2 separate regions of the Pan troglodytes genome follow, and region 2 is linked to region 1. A link is a contact called in public HiChIP or PLAC-seq data. All regions are on one chromosome and are shown on one strand. Each heading gives the region's core, a stretch centred on a gene start, on an enhancer-like site or on the middle of the called end of the contact. The rest is flanking DNA. Distances are from core to core; before and after follow the strand shown. Region 1 holds the start of HBP1 (HMG-box transcription factor 1). Region 2 holds the start of COG5 (component of oligomeric golgi complex 5).

The links. HiChIP or PLAC-seq counts read pairs in DNA pulled down with a chosen protein or histone mark.
Region 2: an H3K4me3 HiChIP or PLAC-seq map of stem cell-derived excitatory neurons shows a contact between it and region 1, with 4 times the contacts expected there. The contact joins the promoter of COG5 here to the promoter of HBP1 in region 1. A contact is called at or near these places in 1 of 7 Hi-C or Micro-C datasets (stem cell-derived neural progenitor cells) and 1 of 1 datasets of contacts at active chromatin or transcription factors (stem cell-derived excitatory neurons).

Annotation. Positions count from the first base shown.
Region 1 is chr6:122,546,007-122,550,863 of NHGRI_mPanTro3-v2.0_pri, reverse strand. It overlaps HBP1 (HMG-box transcription factor 1), which reads right to left and starts at 2,942. Exons shown (of 12, transcript NM_001246397.2): 1 at 2,585-2,942.
Region 2 is chr6:122,939,262-122,943,742 of NHGRI_mPanTro3-v2.0_pri, reverse strand. It overlaps COG5 (component of oligomeric golgi complex 5), which reads left to right and starts at 2,334. Exons shown (of 22, transcript XM_519305.8): 1 at 2,334-2,520. The coding sequence starts at 2,334. BCAP29 (B cell receptor associated protein 29) reads right to left here and starts at 1,766. Exons shown (of 13, transcript XM_054687659.2): 1 at 1,649-1,766.

The sequences.
Region 1 (4,857 bases), core at 1,693-4,192:
TTTAAAAATAAGTAAAAAAAAAATGGGACTAGTACCTATCTACCTATCAGAATTGTTGTAGGTATAAAAGATATTACATCCCACAGACACTGCCCAATCCACATCTATACAAGTTCTTAGTAATTTCATGCTCATTCAACATGAAATACTATATTGATCAAGACAATAGAAAACCCATTAATAGCAGAAGCAGTCATCCACAAACTGTTTTAGGAGTACTGTCAATTCAAATAAGTATTTAAGATGAGTCATATAAGATAAGTCACATATTAAAACGACATCATCTAAAAATTCTTATGAAACTTGTTTTCCTAAACTTTGGTGCTTCATAATTTCTATTATCATTTTCTATGGAGAAACTAGAAACATAATTTTCTCCATAATGTGGTTCATTGAGTTTACAAAACTAAGATGAAACTAGAAAGTGAAATCAAAACTTCATTCTATAATTTATCAGTCGAGTAAGCACAAACAATATTTTGCTTTAAAGTGGTTAAATGGCTCCTCAAAAGTATAAGATAAACTCCTAAACATTTTTACATTATCTATAAAAACTTGTGGGAAAAGCTTTTTTTTAAAGCTATGATCAATAACTTTTAAAAACTCAACCACAATTATGGAGAAAATTATGTTTCTAGTTTCTCTATAGAAAATGATAGTAGAAATTATGAAGCACCAAAGTAAATGCTGATAAGTATATGAAAAATGTGAATGTTACTGATACAGGCAATTAATAAGAATATTAGAGTATGCCATTTTTCCCTGAATTTTGTGATAAGCAGGTATCTGGCAGCTTTAATTTTTTTTAATTCATTGTGATTTATTTTTCCATTCTAAGTAAATACTCATTTTCATACTTAACAGACATAAAATTCCTGGCATTGACTTTTTTTTTTTTTTTTTGAGAGGAAGTCTCGTTCTGATGCCCAGGCTGGAGTACAGTGGCCTGATCTTGTCTCACTGCAATCTCTGCCTCCCGGGTTCAAGCGATTCCCTTGCCTCAGCCTCCCAAGCAGCTGGGACTACAGGTGTGCGCCACCATGCCCAGCTAACTGTTGTACTTTTAATAGACAATTTCACCACGTTGGCGAGGCTGGTCTTGAACCCCTGACCTCAGGTGATCCACCCGCCTCAGCCTCTCAAAGCGCTGGGACAGGCGTGAGACACCGTGCCGGGACAGTAGTAACTTCTAATGGATAATGTATGCGTGGGGTGGAGAGGGGAGTACCAGTATTTTTATTTCAAACACATATACAAAACACCAGCTTGCAATTCACCCTGAAGAACCTCAGCACAGAGCAGTTTAGTAAGTCCATGCCATCGTGCCATATGCCTTCTTCACTGGCCACTTCGATTAGTGAGGAAAGAATCCAAAGAAGTTAAAATATAGTAGGCCGGGCACGGTGGCTCACACCTGTAATCCCAGCATTTTGGGAGGCCGAGGCGGGCAGATCACGAGGTCAGGAGATTGAGACCATCCTGCTCAAAATGGTGAAACCCCGTTTCTATTAAAATACAAAAAAATTAGTTGAGAGTGGTGGCGCGCACCTGTAGTCCCAGCTACTCGGGAGGCTGAGGCAAGAGAATCGCTTGAACCCAGAAGGTGGAGGTTGCAGTGAGCCGAGATCGCACCCCTGCACTCCAGCCTGGCGACAGAGCGAGACTCCCTCTCAAAAAAAAAAAAAAAAAAAAAATATATATATATATACACATGTATATTTATATATTATATATATACATGTATATTTATATATTTTATATATACATGTATATGTTATATATTTTATATATTACATATGTATATAGTGAAGAAAACAACTCTTACAGTGACAGTATCATGTTTGAAGTCTGAGAGGTATGCCCTGTGAAGCACACAGGATAGCGGAGACATGTAGGTGGGCAATCCTGGGAGAAGGTACCCTTTTAACTAGGGTATGTAGTTAGGAGTTTGAGAAGTTAAGAAAGAGGAAGGGTTTTCGAGACAGAAAAGATAAGTAGGTTTACAAAACTAAGACGAAACTAGAAAGTGAAATCAAAACTTCATTCTATAATTTATCAGTCGAGTAAGCACAAACAATATTTTGCTTTAAAGTGGTTAAACGGCTCCTCAAAAGTATAACATAACCCAAAAACTTTAGGGAGTGGATTTAATTCTCAATATAATTCAAATTTCCTTGAAATTTTGTCAACTACTGTCTACCTTGCAAGAACTGAGTTTAACCAAGGCAACTGAACAGATGACCGACTCTACCACACTCATTTGCAAGATAAAGGAAAATAGCAAAAAAACCCAAAAGTACAAGACATACATTGCAGATTTAGATCACTGTTAAATGACCAGAAAAGTATTTCCAATGTTAAAATTATTCTAATTCTCAAAAAGTACCTTTAAATCAAAACCACTATTAGGAGTGGTTACGGCTATTCAGGGGGAAGTATTAATAAAGCTAAAGCCTCCATCCGAGCTGTTAGTAGGACTCCATCGCTTCCCAGTATGTATAACTCCTTTTCTAAGCCTCCTCTCGTCCTGGCACCAGTGGCACCATGAGCCAAAAACAAAACAAACAGAAAACTTGAGTATTACCTGGCTGTCAGTGCTCCTTCTAAAAACGACTGTAGCTGAAAACTCCCTAAGAATGAACTCGAGTGTAGAGTGCACAGCGGAGAGTGAAACACCCTAGACAGCACGCAGCATTTAAAGCTACAAAAACCTTGCTGTCCACTTCGCCTGGCTTGTTTTGTTTTGTTTCAATCGGCCTGCGGTGGCAGCATAGGTTGAAAGGCGGAGACTGGAATCGCCTGCCAAGCCTCCTCCTTGGGTCACACAGAGCGGTGCCTCCCGGTTCACGCCAAGTCCATCCCCCACCCTCTTTCGCCATTCATCGCGTTCCCCTCCCTTCCCCCCATCATGTGACCGCAGCCCGGACTCCGGGCTTGTTTTTCCCCTCGGCTCAGCCCCAGCGCGCAGGCGCCTGGGAGCCCATTCATTCGAACTGCGTAACAATGAGCCCCGGGGCCCAGCGGCTCCGCGAGCTCCTCAGCTCAGCCAGAAGCCCCCTCAGTCCAGAAGGAGGCGGCGCCTCACTGGGGTCCCCCACCTCCGGCCAGCCCCCCACCCCTGGCCAAGCTCCGACCCTCCGCCCACAAACGGGGAGTTGAAGTCAAACTTTCCTGGGCAGCCCCGGCGCCGCGTCGGCCCCTTCCCCCGCCCTGGCCCGCCCCATCTCCACACCCGGCCCGGCCACCCACCGCGCGACCTGGCCCGGAACTTCGCCCTCCCCCTGCCTCCTCCCGGCCCCCGCCCGAGACCCCCTAGCGCCGCCGCCGCGAAGCCCAGGTGAGCTCGCGGGAGACGCTGCTCCGGTGGGCTCGCCGCGGGCACCAATCGAACGGTTAACTGCCCCCACCCCAAGGGCAACCCTCCGAGGAGAAGGAACGAGGACCCGAGCCCTCCCGTCTGCCCAATCCCCCGCGCTCCTGCCCCTCCCTTCCCCACCCCCACCTCTTCCCGAACTGAAAGACAACAAACCTGCCGCGAAGTGCCGGCAGCCCAGGCGCGGGCCGCTCCGGCCACGACAACACCACCAGCAGCTCTCGTACCCCCTCTCCGACCGACGTCGGCCTCCCCCGCGCGGGTTACTGCTCCCGCGGCAGCTCTTAGTCCTCAACCGAAACTTTCCTACTTACCAAACCCGTCGCCATTACCAAGTCTTTCAAGCTTCGTCTTCCCCCTCCCCTCAACCCCATTGGGGTTGAGCCCCGCCCAGCTCTTTCGCCCTCTTATTGGACTGCAGAACTGCCATTCGGTTCTTCCCCTTTCCCATTGGGTGGTACCGTGGTCCGTCTCGGGGGGCGGGCATGTATTGACTTTTGTGTTGTGTTTACTGGAGAAGATGGCATGTCAATCACAAGAGTAAGTGCTTCGGATTGGACTATTGCCGAGAGTCCGGGGACCCGAGCCAAACTTTGTCCCCGAAATGGATTGTGGGTTCGTAGTCTCAAGCCTTGGTCCTTGGCTGTGGGAGACTGCTGGCCGGGGAAGAGCTGGACTACATATCCCAGAGGCGCTCGCACAGCGCAGTCTTGATAGTAAACAAGAGTCATAGGGACACGTGTATCAGCTCGTTTGTTTTGGTGTCTGGGACAAAAGGGAGGGGGCGGAGGAAGGGAGTGTTTTAAAGCTTGGGCCTCTTCTTTTCCTCCGGGCCTCTGCTAACACTTAGAGCGGCCCAAGCCTCTTGCAGCACCCAATCCGGGCCATAAACAGCCAGAGTTGCTCTCTGCTCAAGAGTTTGGCAGGAGGCCAGGGTATTGTTTTAGTGCGAGGGGAAGGAGATGACTGCACCAGCGGAAGTACTGCAGGCTAGCGAGGGACTTGGTCACCCACAAATCACGGCCCCCGGCACGAAGGGGCCGAAAGTGATGCTGGGGGCTGCACTGGCAGTGGGAAGAACTAGAAGTCCTTTCTCTTGTGCCTTGCCTCACCACTCCCAGGACAGCAACTTGAGATTGCCTTGTCAGCTCTGTTCAGTTCACCTAAGTTTGTTGAGCCGCCACCTAAGTGCCAGGAAGAGTGAGGCTGGGGGATGGACTGTGAGCAAGCGAGAAGCTGGAGTCTAGAGAATTTACAAAGCGGGGCGGGGGCGGGCGATTACGAAATTGAGGCAAGTTAAAGCGGCATTTTCCATACTGATTAGTATGCTCGTTGGTTAACGTAATACAAAGGGTGTAATGTATGACGTAAACTGATTTAATTTGTGAATCATCAGTAAGTTTCTCTGGTGAGTTTTATTAACCCTCTTTTCCTTCTAGACGTTTTCTCACTGATGAAAGAAACTGTCTTTCCATTTCATTTCC
Region 2 (4,481 bases), core at 1,085-3,584, 390 kb before region 1:
TAACTTAGAAACAGGTATGTATGAAGGAAAAATGAAGCAGAAAATAACAACAACAAAAAAAAGAATCAGATATGGGCCAACTTTAGAATGGTCTAATTGCTCAAACTTTAGAGTCTTTAACCTTTAAGCAAGGAGTTGAAATTAAAAATAGCCAAGGTACTTAAGGATGTCAGGATCTTGCAAGAAACCGCTGGAAGCACCAATATTTAAGTAACAGAGGAAAAGGGGAGAGCAAAAGAGACTGAAGATGAACTTTGGAGCTGGGAGGAATAAACCTAAAGAGTGATACTCAGAAAACAAGAGAGAGACCATTATGAAGGAAGGAGGGGATAGGTATCTTAAACATCAGAGAAAAGTAAGGCAAAAATAAAGCGCAACGGCAACAAGGTCATTAGTGATTTTAGCAAGAATTACTTCATTTTTATCCACTCCTGCAGTCATAGTAAATGGCATACAGAAGGCCTCAATATTTATTTGCTGAAATAATAAATCAGTAGCTTTCAGGGGACTGGGCTCACACCTGTAAACTCAGCATTTTGGGAGGCCAAGGTGGGAGGCTTGCTTAAGGCCAGGAGTTTGAGACCAGCTTGGGCAATATAGTGAGACCCCCATCTCTAAAAAAATTATAAAAATCAGCTGGGCGTGGTAGCAAGCGACTGTGGTCCCAGCTACTCCAGAAGCTTGGGCAGGAGGATCCCTTGAGCCCAGGAGGTTAAGGCTGCAGTGAGCCACGATCCTGCCACTGCATTCCAGCCTGGGTGACAGAGCTAGACCCCAACTCAACAAAACAAAACAATCAGTAGCTTTCTACCTTAGTTGTACACTACATTGACCCGAGGAGCTTTTAAGAATTAGCATGCCCAAGCCATACCCTAGACCAATTAAATCCAAACGTCTGGGCTCAGGATGCAGGCATCAGTGTTTTTATTAAAGCTCTTCAGGTGCTTTCAACGTGCAGCTAAGCTTGGAATTACCGGAATAAGTAAATCCAAAGATTCCAAAGCACCTGGTACAATTGTTTGTTTAAATGGGTTCCTACCTTACCTATTAACTCCTTTTAGAATATGGATTGAGTCTTATGTTTGTAAACTCATGAGAGCATGCAGAGTAGGGGGGTCAAAACTTTCGCTGTATGAATGAATATTACTCACTCTTCTAAAATCTTCCACTGGGGGGAATAAAGCCAAGGAAGGAAAAACAATTCCTAATTCACAAGTAATGAATGAATCACCCCTATTCCCATCATGACTAAGATCTTACATACTAGGGAAAATCCTCTGAGACAAAGAGAGCATAATGCAGTGTAGCATAAGACTTGCTTACCTGAGGTGTTATGAGTATGAAATGCATTTAGAGTTATAAAATACTTAGAACAGCGATAAGCACAGGATAAGTAATAGCACCTTTTTGAAACAGAATGTAGAAAACCACGTAGCTCTGGAACTGGATAAAATTGGTTTCCTGGATACATACCTACTGTACAAAATGAAAAAGTTATCTTCCAGCTTCGTTTTGCGAAGAAGCTTAAGATTGTCTTGCATACTTGTGGTTGCCTGACCCTGTTAATTTATCAGTATTTATCTTAGAAGAAAGAAATCTAGGTCAAAAATGCGAACGTATTAGTAAAGAAGATACAATGGGAACCAACCTGATGCTCTTACAGCGTCAATACTGTTAGTTGAGATGTGGACCATCTATCAGTTTGTAATTAAGAAAAAGTCTGGCACGTGACTGAAACTGAGGAAGAAGTAGAAAAAGGCAAAAGGTCAAAGGTCTCATGGGAAGGAAGGAGGGTAGAAACAGTGAGTTTTATTGGTCCTTTTATGGTTCAGACTTCCTTCTTCATCGACTCTCCCTAATTCTCTTCACTGTTCATCCCCAGCAACTTTTCTTCCCAAGCATTTCCTGCGGGCTTTTATTACCCCAGGAGTGCCAATCAAGGCGTGGAACAGATAAAGCTGTGTAGCAACTAACGCGTGACGCTTGTGAGTGTGGAGGGCAAACGAAGCTCCCTGAAACCTCCGCTCTGCTCTCCTGCCTTACGCCGCGCGGCCCCCGTTCTGAGGTTTAATACTTGCTTCACAGATAAGCGCTGCGGCCACGTTCCGGTGCCCACCTTCTCCTTGGCCAGGGCACGACGCCAGCCCAGGGGGCGCGGCCCTGAGCTGCTGCGAGAGACAGCTGAAAGCGCCGGCCCGACGTTGGCTCCCTCGGTGCGCTGGGCGCAGAGCACTCGGACCCTGGGCGCCCACTGCTCGAGTACCTGCGCGGCTCCTAGCCAGGCTTAGCCCAGGCGCGGGCTGAGAGTCAGTTCGCCAGGTGGGCCTGGAGCCATGGGCTGGGTGGGCGGGCGGCGCCGGGATTCTGCGTCACCACCTGGGCGGAGCCGTTCTGCTGCTGACGACATCAACCCGGCACCTGCCAACATGGAAGGTGGCGGCGGCAGCGTCGCTGTAGCTGGCCTCGGAGCTCGAGGCTCTGGAGCGGCTGCAGCGACAGTCCGGGAACTTCTGCAGGACGGTAAGGAGACGGGGTCTGACCAGGTCGTGGGGTTGGGGGTCTTCGCTGCTCCGCACCTGGACAGCGAGGTGGACCCAACCCGTTGCTTTGCAGAAAGTTTTCCAGTCTGGACGTGACCACTCCCCTCCGCCCGGCTCCCTGGCTTGGGTACTGTTCTAGCCAACCTATTTACTCTGGGACTGGCTCCCTCTTTTCTGGAGTCTTGGGGACACTTGGTTTCTGTGTGCTCCTCATTTCAACTCGACCCCCCCCTCCCCCGCCCATGCCTCCAGCTTCCCTGAAGTTTCGGGAGCCCAAACCCTGTGGACCGCGTTGGCAGCCAACGGCTGCTGCCGCAGTTCTTGACGAAGGGGTGTAGCGTTCGAGCTCTTCAAAAGTGTAAGCTCTAGAACAGACGGCAGACGCATAATGAAATAGGGCCTTGTTTTAAAGTAGAACTGGAAACGCCTACTCCTTTAACAAATGGACTGTACAGGTGACCCCTCTTGCAGGCTGGTTTTTTTTCCCCTCCTTTATGAGGCAGTTATCTACAGTGACACGTGGGGGAGGGTTTGAGACATTCGTTCAGGTTGGGATTAACCATTTGTACAGAATCTAGCAGTCAGATTTTATTGCTAGTCAGTTTGGAGAGAAGTTGCCCAAAATAAGAAAAGTTAGATATAATATACTTGAAAAGCATATTCAGTTGTGTCAATCCAGTTACCATGTCCCGAATCTCTTATCCTTCAGAATAAAGTTCACATTTATAAGCATAAAAATAAAGCCCTTCTCACCTGTTCTTAATTTTTTCTCTAGTGGCTATCGCATTCTACCTTGTACTAAAATCATTTGTATACTTGTTTTAATCTCTTCTGTATTGCAAACTTTTTTTAATATCCCACAGTGTGAATAGCAGTATCTTGCATACAGTAGGTGCAGAATGTTTTTTAAATTGATCATCGCAGTTAGAAGCACATGCACACATTTGAAGACCAAAGTGGGTAATAAATGAAATAAAGTTCCAAATTATTGTTTATTTTCTCTGACTGTTAAATATTTTATTGTCGTCCTGAATTACATGCCTTTTCATGATAATTTATGTACTTTTGTCAAAAGCAATGATGTTTTCTGAACTGTTTCATGTTGGAAACTCTAGGTCCGGGTCTCTGTCTAAAACTTGGCTAAACTGAATTTAAACTTTAGATACAAGGCAGAGACCCTGATATATTTGCAATTGCTCCTGATACATGTGCAATTCTTGCCCTCAAGTAGTTCACCATCTAGTAGAGGAAATAATCTTGTAGAGCTATAAAGGTAGGTGCTGTAATATAGTGATGTAAGATAGCAGTAGGATTGCATATAAAGTAGAGCATTAATACAGAGGAGAATGATAACTGGGGGTTGGAAACTGGTTAGGAAATGTCAGAAAAGGCTTTCTAGGTGGAGACATTTTAAACTGTAGACAGGACTTCCCCAGGTGAACAGTGGAACACTGGATATATGTTTCAGTAGGATGTATTTCAGGAATTGTAATCAGTTCTTGGACGGTAAATACTCTTCAGTTCTGCCTTCTGTATTTTCCTCCTTGGTTCTCTGCCATTCTCCACAGTGATTGTTTAAATCTTCTTTACCCTTTTCAAACCTTTCGCTTCAAGCTCAACAAATGACTTTAAGCTTCCCTGGGGAGAAAAAGAGGATCCATCAGATGTGAACTTTCTCCATTTCTTGCCCATCAAACCTATGAATTTAACCTCAACGTATAACCATCTGTTGCACCTTTTTTCCCTTGCCTTTTCAATTGCAACGGAAGTGGAGCCTCTGCTCCTTTCTTTCTTTCTTTTTTTGTTTTTTTTTGAGACGGAGTCTCGCGCTGTCGCCCAGGCTGGAGTGCAGTGGCGCAATCTCGGCCCACTGCAAGCTCTGCCTCCGGGGTTCACGCCATTCTCCTGGCTCAGCCTCCTGAGAAGCTGGGACTACAAGCG